2 separate regions of the Mus musculus genome follow, and region 1 is linked to region 2. Evidence: chromatin contacts called from public capture Hi-C data. All regions are on one chromosome and are shown on one strand. Each heading gives the region's core, a stretch centred on a gene start, on an enhancer-like site or on the middle of the called end of the contact. The rest is flanking DNA. Distances are from core to core; before and after follow the strand shown. Region 1 holds the start of Zbtb45 (zinc finger and BTB domain containing 45). Region 2 holds the start of Zfp606 (zinc finger protein 606).

Region 1 (5,008 bases), core at 1,817-4,316, 530 kb after region 2:
TTTAACCTGGCCACCCCAGGCTGAGTCTAGCTTTCCAAAGGCCTTGAAGGCTTTTTTGGAAAGGCAGGCTCCCGCTTCCCAATCAACCCCTTTCCAGGAAGAAGCCAAAACTCTAGGCTTTTAGGGTTAACTCAAAACAAAGCTTCTCAAGTGCCCAATCCCAGGCAGGAACCAAACCGCCCGTGATTAAGGATCTCGTAAATCTGTGCGAGAAAAGGCGATTTCCTTTCCCACTCACCAGAGTGGATGAACATGTGCTTGGTGTAGTTTTTCCGCGAGCTGAACGTCTTGCGGCAGTGGCTACACTCATAGGCGGGTTGCTCAGCACCTTGGCCACCCGGGGCGCGCACAGGAGTGCCAGAGATGGCTGTGGCCTGAGCGGCAGGGGCCGCTGGCACCGCCTGCGTTTCTCCCAGCTGAGCACTGGGGGCTGCATCTGGCTGGAGCGTGGGGTAGAAGGTGGGCGGGGGTGCAGGGGCTGGCCCAGATGGAGTAGGAGGTGTTGGCGCTGGGGGGCCGGGAGCACCCAAGTGAAAGGGAAAGAGAGCCACGGGGGGCCCTGGGGTCTTCACACCTGTTGGGCGAGGCCCAGCCAGGGCACAGTCGGGTGGAGCAGACGTTTCCACCGGACAACTTTCTGGCCCTCCGCTGCTTTCCTCATGCCAAGCGGACACATAACTATCTGGGAACACATCTTCAGTGACCCCAGTCCCCCGAAGGAAATCTCTCCCGGCACCACCATAATCAGTGATGCCAGTGGATGCAGGGGGATCCTCTCGAGCGCTGTCAGCTGCAGTGGTAAGGAAGCCCCCTGCACAGTCGGGGAAGGCAGGGGGAGCCTGGCCCTCACCCGGGCCGCCGCCGCCTCCTTCACCTTCTTCAGCGTCGGTTTCTTCATCCGTTTCCTCATCGTCATCCTCTTCACCTCTGTCTTCAGGCGCGGCAGTCAGCGCTGGCTCCGCATCAGGCCCCTCAGCCTTGATGGGTGCTGGGGGTGCAGGTAGCTGAAGACGCGCGGGCTGGCGCTGCTTGCGGCTGTGCGCGGCGTTGGGATGACCCGGGGGGCGGGCGGCCAGCAAGTGGCGCAGACGGTGGCGCAGCTGCGCGGGTGCTAGTGGAGGGGGCACGGGTGGTGGCAGAGGCGCAGGCGCCGGGGTGTTGGGGACACGGGCACGAGCGATGATCTGTGTGCACTCGTCAATGACGGTCTGGATGCGAAGCACCGACGCTGCAGTGAGTACCTGCAGCGCTTCGCCCTGTGCCACCACCAACGAGCCGCTGTAAAGGAACTCGACCAGCTGGCGCACTGTCTGCGCAGGCACCACTGGTGGCACACGAATCTCTGAGTGGCCGAGCAGCAGTTTATCCTGAAAGAAGGGTGAGCCAGCGGCCAGCACACAGCGGTGAGCACGCAGAGAAGCCTCACGGATGCGCACGGTCACATCACAGAAGTGACCGCCTAGCCTCTGCCCATTGAGGGTCTCCAGTAGTGAGCGCGAAAAGTTCTGTAGGTGGATGTGGTGCACTGCCTCTGTGGCTGCCATCTGCAAGAGGAGGAGACAATGCGGATGGCTGTTTTCTTTTCTAGTCTACCCTAGTCAGATTTCCATATCCTAGTACCACGAAGGCCCCAAGCAGATCTATGACTACCTCAAGAACCAGGTCCCATTAACTACTGTTATGTGGAGGTTTTCAGAAGGGTGGGGAGGCAACTTGCCTCCTGGCCGAATCATTTAGGAACACCCCTTGAGGCTGAGGATTTGTGCCTGCCATACCCAAGGGAAGCAAATAAACAGTACATATAACAAGGCCTTTGCAACCTTGTTTCTTCTTTGCATCACCTGAGAGGTGCTAACTTTGGGCTTTGAAAATGCACCAGTGATGTGAAAGGCCAGCAAGCTGAAATTCAGTGTTGTTTAGCAATCCCCATAGTTCTTATGAACCCGAGACTATCATCCTGGCACTAATCATACTGAGGGAAGACAGATTCTTCCATCACACACACACACACACACACACACACACACACACACGCACACGCACACACACACACACACACACACACACACACACGCCCTCCGCAAAGGAGCTGGGAATCAGAATTGTCAGTTAACCCATCAAGCAAATATCTCCAGGTCTCTGGGCCTGTTTCCTTATTCAGCAAACAAGGGTGTTTCCCTTGGATCAGATTGCATACACTGCTCTAAGGGAAGAGAATCAAGATTCAGGATTCGCCCTGACCACCAGCCTGTCTCTCTAGGACAGACCCAGAGCAGGGCCCCATTTAATCCTGCCCCTTACAAAAGGACTACTGAGATCTCAGACTCAACGATTCTAGATCCTTAACACAAAAACACCCTTCCCTTTCTCTCGGAGTATTGCACACATTGTGTCAGTTACCACTGGCCTGGCCTACTGGAAGTCGCCATGCAGGGTCCCTTCCACACTCCCACCTCCAGGCCTTTCCCTCACGTGGCCGCCAGAGGGAGCCTGCGAACCGGGTTTATCTGGGACCTCTATGATGATGAATTAATTCTTCAAACCCACCAAGGCTTTGAACCTGTCTCTGCCAAGCGGCCTCCTTTTTCAAATAATATGCCAACCCATAACTCTTCCTCAACCCCATCCATACCCTACTTCTCGAACGCCCGGACTCCTCAGATGCAGCAGAACCTTCCTGAATGCCTCAGAACAAAGGCACACTCTCCCACATCTCCTACAGCATTCTCGCTACAACTCCCTCACCCATGCCATGCACCTTGTTCCATCAGCCTGTCTCACTCCCACCCTATCTATGCCAGAGTCCCCTTCAGGCCCGCTACATCTACCCCCAGTTTCCCGCCTCCGCACCCTGCCCCGATCCTGCAGCGCCCTCTTGTGTTCGCAACGTGCACACCGATCCTCACGCAGGCGTGCCGCTCCTGGCACGCCCCAGCCTTCTCTGGGACTCTGAGGCAGGGGGATGCCCGCTCGACCCCACCTCCGACTCCTCAGGCAGCAGGTCCTGCAGGTCCTCCTGCTTGTCAACTTGAAGGCCGCACTTCCGGGCGCTGAAGCGGAACAGATAGCCTCGGCACAGGCGGAACGATAGTCGGGAGCACGTTTCCGGTGTTCCTCTTTAGACTAGGCAGTCGTTGAGCAGAACTTCCGGTCTGGTCCGCGCCACAACCAAAATCGCAGAAGCTGGGGACCGAAGAGCTGGGGATCAGTAGGCAGAAGGAGCAGGAGTCCGTCGTCTCCAGGCTGATCCGAGCGAGCTGTCAATCACTCCTCGGGCCACGCCCTCAGTACTCTCAGCGGGTCTGGAGAGGGCGCTGGATGGAATCCAGAGGCTTTTTTTTTTTCTCCCAGGTGGCTTTTCTCTTACACGGGAAAAGTTTCTCTCTCTCTCTCTCTCTCTCTCTCTCTCGATTTATTTATTTTCTATTTATTTTATGCGAGTACATTATTAACTCTCTTCAGACACACCAGAAGAGGGCATCAGCTCCCATTACCGATGGCAGTGAACCGCTGAGCCATCTCTTCAGCCCCGAGAAGTTTCTCTTGAGTCACTTCTGCTCGCACCCCAGATGAAGAAGCTTTGCAGAGCTTCCCTGCAGTCATCTAAAGAACACAGGCCCACCTTCCCAAGGAAGCCTCCTCATTCGGTGCTCCCACCTCACCCCACCCAGACTCTCGGGAATTCGCTGCTCTATAAATGAATGGTTGAAGAACCCCAGCTTGGCCACAGATCAGAATAGAATGTAGGACACGAAGTGGGCTCGGAAGTAGTCAGATACCAAGGAGCAGGGACTAAGTGCGTAGAGGGAGAGAACAGCCAGAGAGTTGTCCAAGCGGGGCTCCTACGTGGTCCTTTTGTTGTCCAAGACACCCATGAACCAAACCTCTCAAGTGGTGGGTTGGCCTTCCCTTCCCCTCTGTTCTTGGGGCAATCAATCAACCACTATGTAAGGCAAAAGAGAGGCATAGAGCTCTGGGCCTCCGTGTGAATGGTACTGAGGAATCTAGTGGGTGGTGCCGCATGAGGAAGATGTCAGGATGTTTTGTTCCCCATCCTGGACCCATGCTGGGTAGCTGTGTTGTATGTGTGTTTGAAAGTCTGGGGAAGCCAGGCGGTGGTGGCGTATGCCTATAATCCCAGCACTTGGGAGGCAAAGGCAGGAGGATCTCTGAGTTCGAGGCCAGCCTGGTCTACAAAGTGAGAGTTCCAGGATAGCCAAGACTATACAGAGAAACCCTGTCTCGAAAAACCAAAAAAAAAAAAAAAAAACAAAAAAAAAAACCTCAGAGGTTGAGGCAGGAGCGTCAGAAGTTCAAGGTCACCCCCCAGATATCAGAGTTGAGCCCAATCTGGGTTACATAGGATGCTATAGGAGGGGGGGGACCCTCAAAATTTAACAGCTAGGAATGCTTGTAATCCTATTACTTGAGAGGGAGAAGCTGGACGAATGGGAGTTTAAGACAGCCTCAACCATAAGAACCTGCTTAGCAAAACAAAACAAAAACAATAAAAAACACCCAAGTAAATGAGCTGGGACAATTGCTTGCATGCATGAGATCCTGGGTTGAAATAATTAATAGCAGGCTAGAGAGATGGCTCAGCAGTTAAGAGCACTGACTGCTCTTCCAGAGGTCCTGAGTTCAACTCCCAGCAACCACATGGTGGCTCACAACCATCTGTAATGGGGTCTGATGCCTTCTTCTGGTGTGTCTGAAGACAGCTACTGTATACTCATATATACATTAAGGAAATAAATCTTTTTAAAAAGAGAGAGACAGAGGGGAAGGAAGGAAGGAAGGAAGGAAGGAAGGAAGGATGGATTAACAGCAAAATGACAAGCATAATGGTCTGGCACCTTTATCTCTTAAGATTCTTAGCCCAAGAAAGAGATCTTGCGGGCTGGAGAGATGGTTCAATGGGTAAGAGCACCTACTGCTCTTCCGAAGATCCTGAGTTCAGATCCCAGCAACCACATGGTGGCTCACAACCATCCCTAATGAGATCCGA
Region 2 (4,997 bases), core at 680-3,179:
GGATGGACCATACAGAGACTGCCCCACCCGGGAATCCATCCCATAATCAGCCACCAAATGCAGACACTATTGCATATGCCAGCAAGATTTTGCTGAAAGGACCCTGATATAGCTCTCTCCTGTGAGGCTTTACCAGTGCCTGGCAAATACAGAAGTGGATACTCACAGTCATCTATAGGATGGAACACAGGGCCCCCAATGGAGGAGCTAGAGAAAGTACCCAAGATCTGAAGGGGTCTGCAACCCTATAGGTGGAACAACAATATGAAGTAATCAGTACCCTCAGAACTCATTCTCTAGCTGCATATGTAGCAGAAGATGGCCTAGTTGGCTATCATTGGGAAGAGAGGCCCCTTGGTCTAGCAAACTTTATATGCCCCAGTACAGGGAAAGCCAGGGCCAAGAAGTGGGAGTGAGTGGGTAGGGGAGCAGGACGGGGGTAGGGTATAGGGGACTTTTTTGATAGCATTTGAAATGTAAATGAAGAAAATATCTAATAATAAATAATATCTTTTTTTCTCAATCTCTACTGATTGAAAGTTTTGCTGGGTATAGTATAATAGAGCTGGCATTGGTAGTCTCTTACTCTTTAGATTTTCATATCAGGTCTCTACATGTCCTTCACTGGCTTCCTCTTGTTACCTGAATAAAATTCAAACCATAGTTCACAACTTAGAGAACAATGGGACTTGCCTCAGTTTCCTCAAACCACCTTAATGCACCACCCCCTGATGCTGCCTCTGTACCCTGAAGCTCATCTCATTTCACTCCTACTCCTAGACTCCAATCTCCTCTAACAGGAAAAGGCCAATTTGGCTTTGAGGCCTTAACACTTGCTGTTCTCTATGCTTAAAGATGTCTTCCTCATACAGTCACTAGGTGGTTTCTTTTCTTTCAGATCTGAACACAATATCACTTTTGGATACCAGCCACCTCTGAGTGCCTCTCCCCAAAATCTCAATCCAAACACCCTGTTTTGTTTTCTTTATACTAATACTACCTAAAGATCTTTGACTTTGTTATTTTAAGTCTGTGCAGAAAATCTCTCTGTTCTTGTAACTGTATGGAAGAAAGAAATTTGCAGTTTCTTAGGGTTTAGTAATGATACATGTATTTGCTCAAGAAATACTAGCAAAGAAGTGTCTCAAACTGCAAGTTACTATGCCTTTTGCAACTGACGTTTCTTAAGACCAAGAGACAAAAGGAAAGGGGAAAAGTTAGTTCAAAGCTATCACTTTACATTTTCAGGGACTGATAATAAAGAACCTTTATTGTCTTTTAAAGATGGTAAATTTTATGAAATTCAATCACTTAATGCCAGTTTCAAAAAATTCAGTATGTCAGTATAAAACAGGATATGAATTTACGTTCCAAAATAAGACTTGATGGCTCTGTTCAAGTTTGAACTCTCATGTCATATTTGATCTAAAGGCATCAGGAAACAAAAATGAAGATAAAGATTATGGTTTGTATATTTTTGTCACCTCCAAAACTCATGCATTGAAATTTAATCTCCAACAATCATATGCAAGGGGCCAGTCAGAATTATGTTCTTCGTCTAAAAATAAAATAAAGGTATAATAACAACCACGTTCTCAATTTTGTCAAGGTTGAGGGAAGTGCTTCCTAGAGATCACTCACCCTCATCAAGCTCCGACTTTAAAGTAGCTACCTTGCTTGAGCTGCAATTTTACTGAGACTCAAACTGAGGTCCTGGCCTACCAAACTATCCTGCTGTCATCACCTGGGGAGTGATGGCAAATGAGAGAACCACCGCCCTTCTAGGCCTCGGAAACAAGCGGAACCTAAGAGTCTGGGTGCTTCAAGAGCGGTACTTGGGAAGAATAGGCTCTGAAAATGGCCTTGGCCGACTTCCGGTAGCAGCGAGAAGCGCGTCTCTTTGAAACTACAACTCCCAATAGTCCTCGCGGTGTGTCCTGGTCGACTCTGGGGGGTGCGGCCGCCATTGTCCGCGGCCAAAGTAAGGCCTTATTCCGGACCGAAGGGCTACCGATGTCGTTGTCACGGAGAGCCTGGCAGGTCGTTGGAACGGCCACGGAGAAGCGGCGCCTGCGGCCAGGGCTGGCTCAGTGCCGGGGTGCAACGGGTGCCTTCTCTTCTCTCGCCGACTCGGTGCCCCCATTGCCCTCGACCCTCCAGGTCCCGGGTCTGGGTGCGCTGTTTCTACAGACTGGGAAAGGCCGGCCCTAGTGGGCCGAGTCGGCCAGGCCTGGGACGTTGTCTCGGTGCAGGACAGAAGCCAGACGCTCGGTGCAGCAGCCCCGAGCCAGCTCAGCCGCAGTGCAATCAGGGCCAGTGGCCGCGAGCCAGGTAAGGCGGGAAGCTTGCTGAAACCAGCGCCTGGAGCGACCTGGTTGCGGAGGCCCTGAAGGAGAGCCAGGCTCTTAACCGGTCCCTTCCAAGCAAAGATCTGTAAAGGGCGTCAAACCTGACTTGGGAAAGGCTCAGGTTCTTTTAAATTTGAAGTGACAAGAGGGTGTGTGTGTGCTGTCCCGTTAGGGTGTGCGTGCATGGTTCTTGCAACTTGCTTGCCTTGAGTTATGGGGGGGGGGGGGGGGGGTGTAGGATTCTTACAACTTGCTTGCCTTGAGCTTTGTTTGACTCAAATCCTAGGGTATCTGAGTCTCTCTCTGTAAGTGTGCCAGTGCTTAGTACCAAACTCAGTACCAAGCGGTTGCGGACCTCACACAAAGACCCGGAATCCATGCATTTGTGGGGTCTGACTCTAGACTTTTTTTTTTTTTTTTTTTTTTTTTTTTGTCTCTGACGCGACTACGGGAGGGGAGAGGGGATCGATGGGCTTGAGTCTGGAAGATCTTGCAGGTGGTGATGGCTGTTGTTTGGCTTTAACCTTTGCAGACGATCACACTTTATCCCAAAGTGTGTCTGTGTCAGTGATAACTATGTGGTTAGTATTAGGTATCTTCTTCAGTGGCTCTCTATCTTGGCTTTGAGACAGGGTCTCTTTCTGAACCAGGAAGCTTCTAATTCCACTCTATTGACTTGTCAGAAATTCCCAGGGATTCTCCTGTCTGCCTCCCCATTGCTGGTATTACTTGTGCTCCACTTACTGCACAATGTGTGTGTGTGTGTTTGTGTGTGTGTGCGCGCGCGGTTTTTTTGTTTGTTTGTTTTTATCATGCTTCTTAGGGGTCTTGTTAACTTTGTGGATGTGTTCTCTTTGTTTTTGTTCTCGCTGGACTTTTTGTGAGACTGGACCAATTTTGCCTTTTTTTTTTTTTTTTTTTTTCTTCGCTTTGTCTCTAGGCTGATACTTGCAGTGCTCCTGGGCAGGACCCTGGCTGGTTAATCCTCAGGAATGGCTGCCATCAACCCATGGCCCTCCTGGGGTGAGTCCAAATCTTGCTTTTTTTTTTTTTTTTTTTTTTTTCCTCTGCACCTTTCCCTACAGGAGGCTTACTGTAGGTCAGGGCTGAGAAAGGGCTGCCAGCTTTGGGAGATAATAGACAGTCTAGCTGTCTTGGTACAAAATTAGAACAGGGTAGTCGTTAAGAGGAAATGTATTCGTAAACAACAAGGTAAGTTTTGTATATTTGATAGTCAGCTTCTAAAACGGACCTCTATAAGATATTCTAGTAACTCATAGAACTCTTTTGAAGACAATATATACAGTCAAAATGTTTTTAGTTCTCTTGTGTTTTTCACCGTTAATACTGTATTTCACTTATTAATATTAATCTGTATTTTTAAAACAATGTTAATAATGATATGTGATAGTTTTATCTTTGTTTTCATCACCATAGACATCAAGGCAGTATCCTACTTAAAATTAAGAATTAGGTGGTGATACATCTTATCAGAAACGTATTCAGCCATTCAGAGGGTTCTGTTTTTCATTGCCTTGTTGTTAGATCATAGTCTACAGTCTACAGGTGTCTCCTATGCAGATCCAGCTTATGTTGGATTGTTTTTTAGATGCCCTTGGGTTCTGTGTAGGACTTTGTCATGCTCCTTTTTTCTTGTGTTACATTTAGTCACTGTTTTGTACCACAGTCATAATCTGATCCTTCTCTGTAGGTACCCTCATGGACCAGTCTTGGGGGATGGCAGCTCCTGAGCCTTCTGTCTCCTGGGGTGAGTCAAGAACCTGTACCCTCAGCTGTGTCGGGTGCCATGTACTAACGTCTTCCTTCAGTGATCTGCCATAGCTGAGGTCAGAGCTGGTGACCCAGTGGTTCTTTAGAACGGGAGCTTGTAGTCCCGCTCTCAATACAGAGCTGGAATAAAGAGGGGTCAGAACAGTATGTGTAGGGGTGGTGTGGTGATGACATCTCTAGGACAGATAACACAAGAATTAGTGTCTAGAGACTTAGGGCTCAGACCAGAAAGGCTGTGAGGATTCACATGTCACCTTCTCCAAGACCCATCTCCTTCATCTGTGGGGTAAAGAAGTAGCTTTCTTCCTTACTGGTGATGGTAGGAGCAGCAGCAGGGCCTCGTACTTCTCATTTCCATAGGGTACATGATGAACTTCTGCTAGGAAGTGGTGCCTCCATGACTTCTTTTTCTATTCACAGCTCTGTGTCCTCAGGATCCAGCATGGCACATGGAGGGAAGCGCTGAGGAGGACGGAAGAAAGACAGGTGGGCTCCCAGTAGCCCAAGTCGAGGTGAGATGGAACTTCTGCTTTTCCTTGAAAGGTCACTGTGTTCCCGGGTTTTCCCTGACCACCCTAGTTGATACTGTTCCTTAATTTACAGCAGCAAGAGGTCAAGGAGTCAGCATAGGTCAAGGAGTCAGCCAATTAGCGATTCCTGAATGCAGGTATGGGAATCCAGTCAGTTTTCTATGATACAGAGCTTTGCTGTCACCCTGCCTCTCCACAGAGCTGAGACACATCTCTGTCATCAGCTCTTCTGAGAGAGATGAATGAAAGCCATTTTTAGCTGTCAACCCTTACTCCTTCCCCCAAACTCCTTACTTACGTGTTCAGAATCAGATTCAGGCTGGATACT

The links. Capture Hi-C pulls out chosen DNA fragments and counts their contacts.
Region 1: a contact with region 2 is called in a capture Hi-C map of embryonic stem cells, with 5 times the contacts expected there. The contact joins the promoter of Zbtb45 here to the promoter of Zfp606 in region 2. A contact is called at or near these places in 9 of 39 promoter capture datasets (the 3T3-L1 cell line, cranial neural crest, embryonic stem cells and 4 more), 4 of 15 datasets of contacts at CTCF or cohesin (the NIH/3T3 cell line, embryonic stem cells, large pre-B cells and 1 more), 18 of 484 Hi-C or Micro-C datasets (the Ba/F3 cell line, CD4 T cells, cardiomyocytes and 9 more), 8 of 115 datasets of contacts at active chromatin or transcription factors (T-cell acute lymphoblastic leukemia, bone marrow-derived macrophages, cardiomyocytes and 3 more) and 4 of 9 other capture datasets (adipose tissue, embryonic stem cells, liver and 1 more).

Annotation. Positions count from the first base shown.
Region 1 is chr7:13,006,786-13,011,793 of GRCm38.p6, forward strand. It overlaps Zbtb45 (zinc finger and BTB domain containing 45), which reads right to left and starts at 3,067. Exons shown (of 3, transcript NM_001360833.1): 1 at 2,851-3,067; 2 at 239-1,544. The coding sequence starts at 1,544.
Region 2 is chr7:12,476,376-12,481,372 of GRCm38.p6, forward strand. It overlaps Zfp606 (zinc finger protein 606), which reads left to right and starts at 1,930. Exons shown (of 7, transcript NM_026112.4): 1 at 1,930-2,331; 2 at 3,289-3,371; 3 at 4,060-4,116; 4 at 4,560-4,651. The coding sequence starts at 3,341.